Regions from separate parts of the Sus scrofa genome. Here region 2 is linked to region 1. The links are chromatin contacts, called in public Hi-C maps. All regions are on one chromosome and are shown on one strand. The core of a region is the stretch at or near the end of the contact, and the rest is flanking DNA. Distances in the headings are between cores, read along the strand shown.

Region 1 (7,123 bases), core at 2,875-5,374:
TCTCAGCAACATTGCACTGGGGGTATCTCTGGGCTCCAGGAATAGCTGCAGAGCCTGCAAGGCCAAATGCAGGCAGACACGACCCCTTGCTTTTATTTCTGATCCCAAGTGAATAAAGTACGTTCCCATCGTAAGAGCTGTCATGCCCCCATAGTCCTGCAATCATTGCTTTGTCTCTCTGTGGACTGGGAACACAGAAGATGGGCTGGGTGGCTTGTCTAACTTTAGGCACTCAGTATCTAGCACCACATCTGGATCACAGAGGTGCTGACTTCCAAAGAACTGGAAAGGAGAGTAAGGAATTCCAGGGCTGGATAAGGCCTCAGAGGTCATCCCATTTCAGCTCTGGCCCAATACAAGATTTCCTTAGAAAATCATTAAAAAAAAAAAAAAATCAAAAGTTTAAAAAAGTGTGGTGTGGTTTCCCCTTGTGACTAAGTGGTAATGAATCTGATTATTATCCATGAGGACATGGGTTTGATCCCTGGCCCCGCTCAGCAGGTTAAGGATCTGGCATTGCCCTGAGCTGTGGGGTAGGTCACAGATGCAGCTCAGATCCTGCATTGCTGTGGCTGTGGTATAGGCTGGCGGCTGCAGCTCCAATTCAATCCCTCGCCTGGGAACTTCCATACGCCTCAAGTGTGGTCCTGGGGCGGGGGGGTAGGGGTGTGTGTGTGTGTGTACACATTTGTACATATAGGGTATCCTTCTCATGTGCCAGGATGAGTAAAGACACGTGTAAAGACACCGAGAGCAAGATTTAAGATTCACTCAGCTCTTCTTTCTTTGAGAATTAGCCATCATCTTTGCTGAGAGGTTTGGCTTTGCCCTTATTTTTGAAGAAAGATATGCTATTGAGAAAAAAAAATGTGTAAAATACATGTAACACAACTTAACACCTTTGCTCTATTTCCTTCTACTCTTTGTTCAGGGGGTTTCTAAGGTAGCGAAACCCACGCCCTATTATACAATGTTATGTTCTGCTTCTTTTCAGCAATGGTATTCCCCTTGGTGATTATAAGCTCTTCATAAGCATCGGCTTTATTTTTTATTTATTTATTTATTTATCTTGTCTTTTTGCCATTCTTGGGCCGATCCCATGGCATATGGAGGTTCCCAGGCTATGGGTCTAATCGGAGCTATAGCCACCCGCCTACACCAGAGCCACAGCAACGTGGGATCCGAGCCGCGTCTGCAACCCACACCACAGCTCACAGCAACACCAGATCCTTAACCCGCTGAGCAAGGCCAGGGATGGAACCCACAACCTCATGGTTCCTAGTCGGATTCGTTAACCACTGAGCCACGACAGGAACGCCTAAGCATCATGTTTAAAACTTTTATTTTGATATCATTTTGGACCTAGAGAAAAGCTGCAGGACCAGTACAAAGAATTCTCTGATACCCTTTGCCCAGATTTGGATTCCTCAAATGTCAACAGTTTACTATATTTAATCCCTGCACTCCACATCCAAAAGGGAAAGAGGGAAAAAGAGAGGATGTTTTTTACCCCTAAATACTTCAGTGCGCATTTCCTACAAATAAGGAGTTCTTTTAAACAGCCTCGCTGCAATCGATAACACAGCTATTTTCTAATCTACTGCCTTATTCAGATTTTTGCAATTGTCCCCCAAACGTCCTTTACAGCAAAAGAAAAACCAAAATTCTACACAGTACTCACCCGTCATATACGTTTCATCTGGGATAGTTCCTAAGTCCTCCTTTGTATTTCACGGTATTAATATTTTTAAGAGTAACGGCCAGTTATTTTGTAGAATGCTCCCTCATTTGGGTTTGTCTGATGTTTCTTCCTGATCAGATTCAGATTTTGTACTTTGGGCCCATAGAGGTGAATACATGTGGTTTTTAATGATTGTGGTAAGATTCCACTTTGCATAGGCATTTCCTGATTGTGGAATCTTGGGCTGTTTCATAATTTTGCTTTAATTCCAAAAATGGAGCTCTTTCTCTTTCTTCCTTCCAACCATCACTGGCCTTTCTCCTTTAATGTCTATATTTAAGGATATGATATTAACAACTTTTTCTAAGATGCTCCTGGCAATCTGGAGTCCTGCAATTGACAAGCGGCCTTAACACACTGGCATATTAGAAGATCTATTATCATTTAGGGAGACAAAAGTAATATTGCATTGCTGTTTCAATAGACTTCATCTTAAAGTATGGTTACAAATAGTACTATTCGATCCTACTATATAACACAGGAAACTATATCTAATTACTTGTGATGGAACATGATGGAGGATAATGCTAGAAAAAGAATATATATACATATGACTGAATCACTTTGCTGTGCAGTAGAAATTGACAGAACACCATAAATCAACTATAACAGAAAAAATAAAAATCATAAAAACCCCACAAATATCGCTGTTCCTCTCGTGATTGATCCTGAATACATTTGCCTGTCTGTTCTCTTGTTGATTCTTTTGTTTGTGCATTTCTTCATTCAGGAAATCTCCACTGAGTGTCTGCCCTGCGCCAGTATTTTTCTGGGTGCTGACATTAAGCTCTTGTGTAAAGAGATATACACAGTAATGCATATTATGCTACGGGCTATGAAATAACCCTGCATCAAGCAACAGGAGGGAGCACTCCAGGGGGCGTGGGCAAGAGCCTGGTGTGCTGAGAAAGACACTGAGGTGATGTGGCTGCAGTGGGGAGGGGTTGGGGGGAGAGGAAGAAAAAAGGAAAAAGGGTCCAGCCTTTGGAGCTCCCACCCCCGGTTCCATCTCCTCGCACTTATCACAACAATCCTCAAAATGTCTGCAAAACGCTGCCCTTTACTAAAAACACGAACTCCTCTATTGCTCATATATGGACCAGGCTCAAACAGCCATTTCTAAAGTTGGCCCTTCTCTCCTCTGTCTGTCCTAGTCAGCAGAGTCTGAACTTCAGGGAGCTACCCTGTGTGAATAATAACGAAAATATCCTGAAATTCGGGGGAACTTACACACCAACTCTGATGTTGCTTGGCCTGGCAGTTACCTGAATATCAAGGGATCATTAACGAATCAGGCTGTCTCAACAGTAATGGCTGGTTTCAACAGTGGAAAGGGGACAGATGCCCAAGAACGGAGAAAGGGGTGTGTGTGTGTATCTTCTCAAATCATCAGGATGGTGGCTGCAACCACAGGCAAGGAGGTGGGGGTTCATGAACAAGAGCAACCAGCCTGGGCCGTGGGCTGTGGCCAGGCCAGCAGAAAGTCCAGCCCCTAGGCCCATGCCCTCCTCTGGACTTTGTCAGAGTGAGACAAAAGGCAAGAAACTAGGAGTTCCCATCGTGGCTCAGTGGTTAACGAATCTGGCTAGGAACCATGAGGTTGGGGGTTCGATCCCTGGCCTTGCTCAGTGGGTTAAGGATCCGGCGCTGCCATGAGCTGCAGCTCAGATCTGGCATTGCTGTGCCTGTGGCACAGACCTGCAGCTACAGCTCCGATTAGACCCCTAGCCTGGGAACCTCCATATGCTGCGGGTGCAGCCCTAAAAAGACCAAAAAAAAAAAAAAAAAAAAAAAGTTACTAATATAAACACAATGGGCTGCACCCTCCATTGGGGGGCAGAGATCCAGGACAATGGTGATGATAAACATTCATCAGGGATGTGAACTATCACTTGGTGAACAAAAGATAGCAGATGAGGTTTCCATTGTGAAAGCTCTTACGACTGAAGACACAATGTAAACTAAACAATTGGGTCAGATCCAGTCATTAAAAGCAGTTGAGTAATTAACAAAGGGTTGATAAAGGTGAAAATCATATTTCAACAGAAGATGACATATATAGAAAGGTTTTTGGTTTTGGTTGCACCCACGACATGTGAAAGTTCTTGGGCTGAACCTGTGCCACAGCTGCAGCAGCGCTGGATCCTTAACCTACTGTTAAGGAACTTCCTGGGACTGTTTTTATATTTGAACCAGTGTCCTTTTAAGTCTGTTTTGCATTTTACATTTAAAAATACATAAAATGTGTAGGAAGTAGTAGTCAAATAACTATTACCTAGTTAGCCCAACAGTGACTTTCTAGCAGGTGTTAGTAATAAGTGTAAATGAACTGAGACAAATGATTTAAACTAGCATCACTAAAGCGGATTTCAACATGGGTGGCTGTGAGCTGGAGTCTGTAAATTAGCATCACTAAGAGATATCCAGTTGGTGGTTGAAATGCCTATTCTCTGGTTGATTTTACGTCTCTGCCACAATCTCAAGGAGTAAAATAAGCCTACAGAGTGGTAAAGATTTGCCATAGTTAGCGTGGTGGCAAAGTTTTGCCAAAAAAGTCTACTGCAGTTTAATATGTGTGAGCCTTAAAACTAGTGGCATTTTAACTATTTTACTCTTTACAGATTTAAAATAAAATTAACTCTTAAGTTTAGAAACAGTTTCAAGGGAAAAAACACCCCCAAGTCCCAAGCCCTTATCGATCCAGCCCCTTTTACTGTCGTAACTTATCAGAGGATGACAATTTCTTTGCAGATTATCAGTCAGAACAATGAGGAAGCCTGAGAGCTCATTTTTAAACAGTTCTCCACTTCTCCACCAGGGGGCGAAAGTTGGCCAGCATTTGACTGAGAGAATGATTTATAAACTTGGATATTCTTTTGCATAGTGTCAGAAAGATATTCATGTATAAAAACAGCCTTTCCCCTCTCACTGCTTCTCAATACATTTAATCCTGACTGATTAGCAAAGCAAGCCAGCGCTTGTGCGGAATAAGAGGAAAGAGACACAGTGATGGGCTAAGAGCAGCCGGCACACTTGATCAGCACAGCCCTGTACTGTAGGTTGGCCGGCCATTCTCCCAAGACTTGAGATCAGAGTGATGGTTTTGCCAAAGCTGATCCAGTTTCAAGGATATTCCCCCACCACCACCCCTTTTTTAAAGAAGCATTTTCCACTGGCCTTTTTTAGCCAGCTGATGCCTCATGCAGGGCTGGCTCCTTTTGCCCAGCCCCTTTGCAGGGCCTCCCTCCCAGCAACCACAAAGCCACAGGAGGCCTGAGAGCGCAGGCCCTGCCTTCCTGCAGGGACCGGGACCTTTCCACCCAGGGAGGGTGTCTGGTGGCCAGGAAGGAGCCCAGACAGCAACCCCTGGCTGGGCCTCCCTCCCCTCAGTCACGGGGTCAGGAGCTCTGGGTGGGAACTTGCTTCTAGCTGGATCTAGCTGCAGCAGAGGAGACAGACAGACAGACTGACTGACACACACACACACTCTCACACATGCAAAGCCTGTCCCTGAACAGGAAGCAAGTTGGAGTTTTAGCATCTTGGTGCCAGTAGCACAGGCTGGAGCGAAAAAACCCGGAGCCAATTCTCCCAGGTCTGGGGACAGTCCCAGTTTTTGTGGCTCCTGAGCCTCATACAATTTGGGGGCCTCTTTAGAAAAAGAATATGAAATTAGGAAGAGCACACACGGGGTTCTTGCCAGTAGGAGGTCCTGAGGCTTCGGCTTCACAACCACCATTAGCTCTGGGGTAGGTGCTGTGAGTTGAGGATGTGCTGACACGGGGGTCCCGTGAGCCTTGGGCACCGAAGGACGGCGGCGGCGGGGGAGCAGGGGTGGGTTCTCTAAGGCCACATGGCTCAGCTCTCCCTTGGGGAGTGGGCTCCGGGGTTGGGCAAGGAAGAGGGCAGGAGATCCTGCTCCCTTTTCATCCTGCCCCCAGTGCATGGGCAGATGCTCCATAAACCCTCGCTGACCAACCAACTGAAGTGGCACCGCTGCCCTGCCCCCTCTCGTCTTTCTGGCTTCCCAGCCATATTTCACATCAAGGAAGATTCCTGCTGAAATGACTATCCACAGAGGTAAGTCAGCAAGAGTAGGTTTCCTGCTCCCCTGGATCATTTGTCCATCAATGTGTCCAGGCATGAATGACACCAACTTCAGAGTCAGTCCCCCAGCGAATGATGTTATCACCCTTCTTCACAAACCCGGCATTTGATGCAGCAGGGCACCTGGTCAGTAACAAGCAAAGGGGACAGGAACTCTGCTGGCTCAGGATCCCAGAGGACCCGTGGAAGAAACGGCTCAACAAATGCAGGCAAAAAAACCAAAACAAAACAACCACTGCAGGCATTTCCCTGTCACAGGGAGCAAACCTCCTCAACAGGAATCCCTGCTCTGCTGCAGGCCAGCTCTCTGCCCTGCCTAAGCCTCAGTCTGCAGTTTGGGTCATCTTCTTGCAGCTGTGGCTCTGTCCTCCTCCCCCATGTCTCCTTCCAAGACCTCCTTGGGTGCCACGAAGGTACCCACTCTGTGTTTTTATTGAAAGATCACAAAATAAACTGATCTGAATTTAAAGCATCTGGCTAAATATAGCTATGTTTGCATATTTCCGTGGGACTTGTAAAAATAATACATAAACTTCTAATCGAGTGGCAAAATCACTTACCCAAATCTTAACAAGGAAATGAGCTGATGCCTAAAAAAAAGTAGAAAGCTGTTTGGTTGAGTTATGTAGCTGGCTTTCACATATGCTACAGTTTGGTATTTATAAGCAAACACGCTACTAAATGTTCCTTGTTCTTTCTTGAACAAAACAGTGAGAACTTCTTCCATCTGAATGCGTCTTCATGAAGCCATTTATCACAAGGAAAAAAGCGTCCTGCAAATTCTAATCTGTGAAATGGAGATAATATTGTGATGGGAGAATCATGGCCACCCTTATTTTTGGGTGCTTCCTATGTGGCCGGCCTGAGCTGAGCATTTCATACTGATTATTTCACGTAATCCTCTCAACAGCCCTGTAGTGTTATCCTCAATTTATTACTGTGAAATCTGAGGCTTTAAGAGTAAGCGACTTGCTCGACGATTCCTGGAGAAGTGCTACTTTTCCCAAAGCTTTAGAAGTTTTTTAGACATCATCACGATAGTCCAAGGCAAATGATGATTAATAATAGCCTACTTACTGAATACATACTGGGTGACAGGCTGCTGTGCTGAATCCATTCCATGCACTGGTTCCTGTAATCCAGCTAACTTAAAAAAATTTTTCAGTTCCCGTCGTGGCTCAGTGGTTAACGAATCCGACTAGGAACCATGAGGTTGCGGCTTCAATCCCTGGCCTTGCTTAGTGGGTTAACGATCCAGTGTTGCCGTGAGCTGTG
Region 2 (7,123 bases), core at 2,729-5,228, 260 kb before region 1:
ACCCCTCCTACCTCTTGATGTAGCCTCTCTTTTTCTTCTGGAGTAGGGTATCTTTTTTAAGGTTTCTGGTCCATTTTGGTGAAGAGTGCTCAGTCTTTAGTTGTGAGTTTTGTTGTTTTTAGGAGAGAAGTTGAGCTCCAGTCCTTCTATTCCACCATCTTAATCCTGTCTCTATCTCTTTTTTCTTTCCTTTTGGATTTTAAAAACTTTTTCCATTTCCATTTTTGTTTTTCTCTAGGCACTTTTCATTTGGTTTGTTCATTCTGGTCCTTTTAGTTTAGACTTCATTTCTAAATGAAATGCTTTTTCTTTTATCTTCAATTCTTTTTTGAATTCCTTCATTTCTCTTTTCAAACCTTCCTTTTTCTGAAGCATCCTACTTTGGAACTTTCCTCATTCTTTTTTTTTTTTTTTTTTTTGCCAACTCAGCATGCAGGAGTTCCTGGGTCAGGGATCAAACCTGTGCTACTGCAGTAACCAGAGCCACAGCAGTGATAATGCTAGATTCTTAACCTGCTGTGCCACCAGGGAACTCCAATTTTCCCCTTTCTGATTTATGTTGTCTTTTATAGTTTCTATGATTTTCTTATTTTTAAAACTCATTTTGAAATATTAAATTTCAATTTTCATCATTTGTTTGGTATTTTTCATGGTCTGTAGTGATATTATTCTGTTTCTTATTCTTTTTTTCTTATAATAATGTCATTGGTATTTGACTTGACTACAGTCCTTTCCTGTGGCTCTTTTTTTTTTTTTTTTTTTTTTTTTGTCTTTTTAGGGCCACATCCACGGCATATGGAGGTTCCCAGGCTAGGGGTCTAATCAGAGCTATAGCTGCCAGCCTATGCCACAGCCATAGCAATGCCAGATCCGAGCCGCGTCTGTGACTACACCACAGCTCATAGCAATGACAGATCCTCAACCACTGAGCAAGGCCAGGGATCGAACCCAAAACCTCATGGTTCCTAGTTGGATTCATTTCTGCTGTGCCACGACAGGAACTCCTCATTTTTTTTTTTTAGTGAAATGTTTCACTTTATTTTCAGAAGTTAAAAATGGCAAAATCTTTTCTAGTTTCACAGTCTACAGCATCCCCTTCTGGTGATTTCATGAAGTAACTATAAATATGACCTCATATGTTCTGAATTCCTCTTCCCTGCTCCCCTCCCAACCCTTTATTTTGATACCACCTTTTCTTTGCCCCTTTCCCTGTCTTGCTGAGTTTGGATGATACTTCCAGCATTTTCTCCTCAAGGTGGGGCTTCATCCTGGAAGAGTGCTTTGGCTCGTTGGCTTTAAGAGTTCACAGGGGAGTTCCCATCATGGCTCAGCAGAAACAAATCTGACTAACATCCATGAGGACGCAGGTTTGATCCCTGGCCTTTCTCAGTGGGTTTAGGATCTGACATTGCCATGAGCTGTGGTGTAGTTCAGACACAGCTCCGATTTGGCATTGCTGTGGCTGTGGTATAGGGCAGTGGCTATAGCTCTGATTTGACCCCTAGCCTGGGAACCTCCATATGCCATGGGTGAGGTTCTAAAAAAGATAAAAAAAAAAAAAAAAAAAAAAAGAATTGACAGGGCCCCGACGCTGGACTACAGGATGGTCAGATCTCCCACAGGCTCCTCCAGCATGGTCAGATCTTCCCATAGGCTCCCTGTACTCAAGCATGCATCAGAACCTCTCCCAAACTCAGACTCCAGCTTTGCCTCTTTCTCCAAATGGCCCGTAGAACTTTCCAGTCAGCTCCTTTGGTGGTTGGGAGAGGGGGCAGGGGCATCAGAAGCCCGTTAACCTTTGCTTCTCTTCCTTCTGCAGTTTCTGATATCAGATGGGTCATGCAATAATTAGCAACTTGTTCTCACTCACTCTAATTTTGAAGTTCGAGGAGACACTGCTTGCCAGGTTTGGTAGTAGGTGTTGGTGTTGTCTGTTGAGTTTTTGGTTTTGCTCACCTAGAGGCTGTAAATGTTTTAGTGGTGGGATTCAAGGAGATTAAAAAACTCTTCCACCACCTAGTTGCACAATGCGCTAAATTTACCAAAAATCATTTAATTGTACACTGCAAATGGGTGAATTTCATGATCTATAAATCACACCTTCACAAAGTTAAAAAAAAAAAAAAAACCGTCACAAACAACCCTGTACCATTGCCATTGAATCTTATCAGAATTCCCCTTGTCCCTAATCACGTCAACAAATAAGCATCAGTAAACAACAAAGGAAAATCTCAGTGATGGAGGTCACAGTGCGCCAGGTCCCCTCTCCTCTCCTGCCTGGGCACAAGGAGAGAGCATTTTCCCCAGCCCTGGAACTAGCTCTAGGCAGTGAAATTTGATCAGAAGTGCTGCTTCTGGACTGAAATGTTTAAAGCTGGGGTACTACCTCGCTTTTTCCTCTACCATCCTTGTAAACACCACAGCCTCTTCCATCCTGATGACCCAGTGTCTACCCGAAAAGATAGTGATGGAGACAAACAAAGAGAAAGGAAGAGGGAGGCTCAGGGGATACAGAAACAATTCAGAGAGAAGACAGAAATATCAACGTCTCTTCTAGACATTTCCATCCTTTCCTGTTTATTTCACCTCACAACTCTAAACATGCATATCCCAGATTTGCTTTATAAAAAGTACATGAGGAGTTCCCGTCATGGCGCAGTGGTTAACGAATCCGACTAGGAACCATGAGGTTGCGGGTTCGATCCCTGCCCTTGCTCAGTGGGTTAAAGGATCTGGCGTTGCCGTGAGCTGTGGTGTAGGTTGCAGACGCGGCTCGGATCCCGCGTTGCTGTGGCTCTGGCGTAGGCCGGTGGCTGCAGCTCCGATTCACCCCTAGCCTGGGAACCTGCATATGCCGCAGGAGCGGCCCAAGAAATAGCAACAACAACAACAACAACAAAAGACAAAAAAAAAAAAAAGAAAAAAGACAAAAAAAAAAAAAAAAGTACATGAATGTGGATCCAAATAGATAGCTTTTCTTTTTTAAGACTGTTAGGCCCTCATCTAGGCGCAAGGATCACCTGCACAAAGAGCTCACCAAGTGGCCATGCTCTGCAGTAAAACCAGAGCCCCACTGTCGACCCCACTCATCATTTCCTGGAGAGCAAGTAGGTCCAGAGACACCTCTTCTGAGTTTCCTCATGGCCAAGACCTTTCCTTTTCTAACAGTGGGTAGATGGTGGAAAACCAAACGCTCCTTTTGGTAAAACAGCCCCCACGTGAAAAACCACACATGAAAAATAGGGCACACTGAGCTCGAGGACCTGGAACTAAAGGACAAAGCAATGCTAACTCTGGTCTTATCAATAATGGGAGGAAATCCTAGGCTGATGGTGGAGGGTGGTTCAGCCTAATGGTCAGGCATCGAGACCTGGGGCGAAACAGGTTTGAGTGGAATCCCACCTCCAGCATTTATTAGCTGGGCAGCATTAGGCAAGTGCCTCACCTTCTCTGAGCCTCATCTTCCCTGCTTTGTTGTTTGGATCTAAGGATTAAATAAGATAATACAGTCACAGGATTTTGTGTAGTGACAGGCACCAACAAGCGTTGATTAAACGCAGGCCTGTGTCTCCAAGGTGGCTGAGGTCACCTCTTAAAAAACTCCCTGCTGTGAAAGCAAGTCATCCATCCTTGCAGTTTGACCTTCCTGGTCTGAGGTCAGGAGATTGGGTAGCATACTTGTTTCAGGACCTTTGTAGTTTTCCAAGACGTGGAAGAGCCCGCATGGAGTTGGTGCAAACTAGAATTACAGGAAATGTCTGCAGGGAGCAGAACAGCAATGGAGAGAGGACTCCATCGTTAGCTGCACAGTTCAACCTTATTGCCTTAGCTATTTTCACGGAAAGGGCTCTGCGGTAAAACCAAAACTTGCTTACTGTGACCAAACGTTTCACAGCACCATTGCTGATAGGGTGGGTATGGTCGTTCTGTGCTGTGGATACACACCTTTTGTTTTCCACCCAGGGAGCCTGGGGCGGGGCAAGGCTAGGCTGAGCTGCAGGCTTGGAAGCAAACCCAGAAGGGCAGGGGGAGCTGCCCGAGGGCTGGCTGTGAGCTGTGTGTGTGTGAAAGCTGCTGTCTCAGGGCTGTTTGGATCTTCCAGGCACAGAACATTCACCGGCTCTTTGCAAAACCCTTCTCTGGGCTCGTGTTGGTGATGAAACACCTCCATTCCACAGAGGCAGTGGACAAAGGAACTGAGCCGGACATCTGGATGGGACATCCCCCTCGACCCAGTGTGTCCTTAACTCCACTCTTTACCTGCCTCCCAAACCTGTTCCTCCTCTTCCGTTCTCTAGCTCAGCAAGTTATTCATGGCTAAGTCCCCACACTTAGTCACCATGCTGCAAACCCGGGTGTCCTCGGGCTTCTTCCCTCCCTCTCACCTACCTCCCTCTCTCCCTGTGTCATTCATAAGGTCTGGCTGATGCTGCCCTGGAAACACCCTGATGCTCCCGACTCCTCTCCACCACCACCAACAGAGTGCTCAGTATTCCTCTCACCTTGACCTTGGCCATGGCCAAGGGGATACATTTCCCCCTGCCCTCCATGGACACCCCACCACTTCTTCACAGTTCTCCAGAGCCGGTCTTCCTAAAACCAGCCACACACCCCACTAAAACTGGTGACATGATTACTAAAGAAAGAGGGAGAGTGTAGGTACTAGAAACAGTCTCTGTCACATGCCACTGTGCTAAGCCATTTACCTAACTCTCTCTCTTAATCATCAAACTTTCATGAACTAATGCAGCAGAATCCTATTTCGATGCAATTCTTTTTCCTCCCTCCCACCCCAGTAAGCCTTTTCCCAGGTGCAATTCCTCCTGAGGCAGCAGCCAGAGATCTTTGCTCAGGAGCTGGTGATGTCCCCTTATGGAAAACATTAGCATGACTTCCTATTCAACAAATAAGAAAAGAGAGGCTCAGAGAAGTAATTTGTCAAGCATCACACAGTAAATGATGAAGCCTTAATGTTATCTCAGGTAATCTGACTCCCCAGCTCACATTTTTAACCACTTATACCGGGCTAAGGATGAGTAACAAGGTTCTTGTGCCTTGGAAACACTTGGGCTGGCAGGACATACAGATATAAACAAATAACTCCTATAAAACATGATACCTATGTGAATTAGGTATGACTGATTCTGGAACCCTGAGGAAATAGAGGGCCGGTTGGTTGTACAACTTAGTTTGGCTTTTGCTCTGCATCACCATGGTTCCTTGCCATCTCCAGGTCTAAGTACTTCCTTACACATATTAGAAAATACTGTAAATTGGAGCGTGGACCCAGCAGTAACCATTCCTTACCGAGCAATGCTTCTGTGCTCCCCATATTCTGCACTCCCTGGAGGGTCTTTTAAGCCTGCTATGGGGCTCCTGAGCGGATTCGGACAGGCTCTGTTCTTGGGCCTGATGGTGAAGTTGCAAAGGGTTCTCCCTTTGTGGGATTGTGGCAGTCAGCTCACAAAAGCAAACCTCCAAAGACCCATCCCTCAGCCCTCTCTCTCAGAAAAGACCACTGGTTACTAACAGGCCCCAGGCCCTGTGGGGGTGTGTCTCTGAAGTGGGTGTCCTCCCTCCCTCTCTCTCTTTTTTTTTTGTCTTTATAGGGCTGCACCCACGACATATGCAGGTTCCCAGGCTAGGGGTCTAATCGGAGCTGCAGCTGCTGGCCTATGCCAAAGCCACAGCAACACCAGATCCGAGCCGAGTCTGCAACCTACAGCACAGCTCTTGGCAATGCTGGATCCTTAACCCACTGAGTGAGGCCAGGGATCGAACCCGCAACCTCATAGTTCCTAGTCAGATTCGCTAACCACTGAGCCATGATGGGAACTCCCCTCCCTCCCTCTCTTTCACTTCTTTTCCTTCCTCTGTGACCACATGTGAAGCATGTATTTCTGCCAGGTACAGTGCTGGGAGCTGAGATGCGGGGACAAGTAAGACCTCAGGCCTAGAGACACCGTTTCCACTGTGGCAGGAAGAACATGGACTTTAGGGCCTGAGTGTCTCAGTCAGAATTCCAGCTACAGACTTTCTAGCTGTGTGCCCTTGACAAGTTACTTAGCCTCCGTGGGTCTTAGTTTCCCGGTCTGTGAGATGGCAGAACATAGGTATTTACCGTATAGCACTGTGGTGTGGGTAACAATGAGAGGATTACATGTAATGCACTTAGAACAGTGCCTGACCCAGGGCAATACTCTGAAGTATTTACTGCTATTTGCATACAATACAGTACAGTCCCGAAGGCTGTGATAGTTCTCACTTTCCTTCTCCCTAGATAAATCACACAGCTTGCTGAGGTGCCTGGGACGTGGTAACCTCTCAGTCAACGAAGTCAGCAATCATCATAATTGTCATTGTTGACAATGACAATTATGTCAAAGCTGACCTCAGAAGGGAATTTTCTGGGCACATTAGTCAGCTCTGTGTCAAGAGACAAAACAATGGTGAAAACCTAGCTGTGAGGAGAGGCTGAAGAGCTTGGCTGCAGAAGGAAGATGACCATCTTTGTTGGCCTGGAGTGAATTCTCTCCCCAGGAAGCCAAAAAGGGCTGATCAGTCGTGTGGTTAAACCTGGTAGGACTGAATCCTTGGCCCACTGACCGTAGCAGGGTTAACAGTGTCCATCAGTGGAGCACCTACCTCCCAGCAGGGATGACAAGAAGAGTAAATTCAACCCAGCTTCACCATCCACAGCATGCACATTTTGTGTGTGTGTGTGTGTGTGTGTGTGTGTGTGTGTGTGTGTGTGGTAGATGTGTGTGGTATCTGTGTGAGAGAGAGATGTGTATGTGGAGTGTGTGTCTAAAAAATATGTTTATGTGTGTGTGGTGAGTATGTGTATGTGAGAGAGATGTGTGTATATAGTGTGTGGGGGTCTGTGTGTGTGTGTGTATGTGAGAGATGGGTGTGTATAGTGTGGGTGAGTCTGTTTATCTCTCTGTGTGTGTAGGTGTGAGAGAGAGATGTGTGTATTTGGTGTGTGTGGGTCTCTCTGTGTGTGTGAGAGAGAGATGTATATATATAGTGTGCATGTATATGTGAGAGAGAGATGTGTGTATTTGGTGTGTGGGTACATTTGTGTGTGTGTTTGTGAGAGAGACAGATGTGTGTATATGGT

What was found. A called contact is a pair of places that touch in the nucleus more often than the background predicts.
Region 2: a contact with region 1 is called in a Hi-C map of epiblast stem cells, with 2.2 times the contacts expected there. The contact joins two enhancer-like sites. A contact is called at or near these places in 1 of 5 promoter capture datasets (liver), 26 of 47 Hi-C or Micro-C datasets (adipose tissue, blood, brain and 12 more) and 2 of 2 datasets of contacts at active chromatin or transcription factors (alveolar macrophages and skeletal muscle).

The regions. Positions count from the first base shown.
Region 1 is chr6:144,849,227-144,856,349 of Sscrofa11.1, reverse strand. The region is part of intron 2 of GNG12 (guanine nucleotide binding protein (G protein), gamma 12); the gene reads right to left. Among named protein-coding and RNA genes, the nearest start is that of GNG12, 70 kb to the right of the region's middle. Within about 2 kb of position 4,124, at least 36 of the 83 cell types and tissues checked have an H3K27ac peak or open chromatin away from gene starts, as enhancers often do. A contact at or near this core is called in epiblast stem cells, where this site is marked.
Region 2 is chr6:145,105,521-145,112,643 of Sscrofa11.1, reverse strand. No RefSeq gene overlaps it. Among named protein-coding and RNA genes, the nearest start is that of SERBP1, 77 kb to the left of the region's middle. Within about 2 kb of position 3,978, at least 12 of the 83 cell types and tissues checked have an H3K27ac peak or open chromatin away from gene starts, as enhancers often do. A contact at or near this core is called in epiblast stem cells, where this site is marked.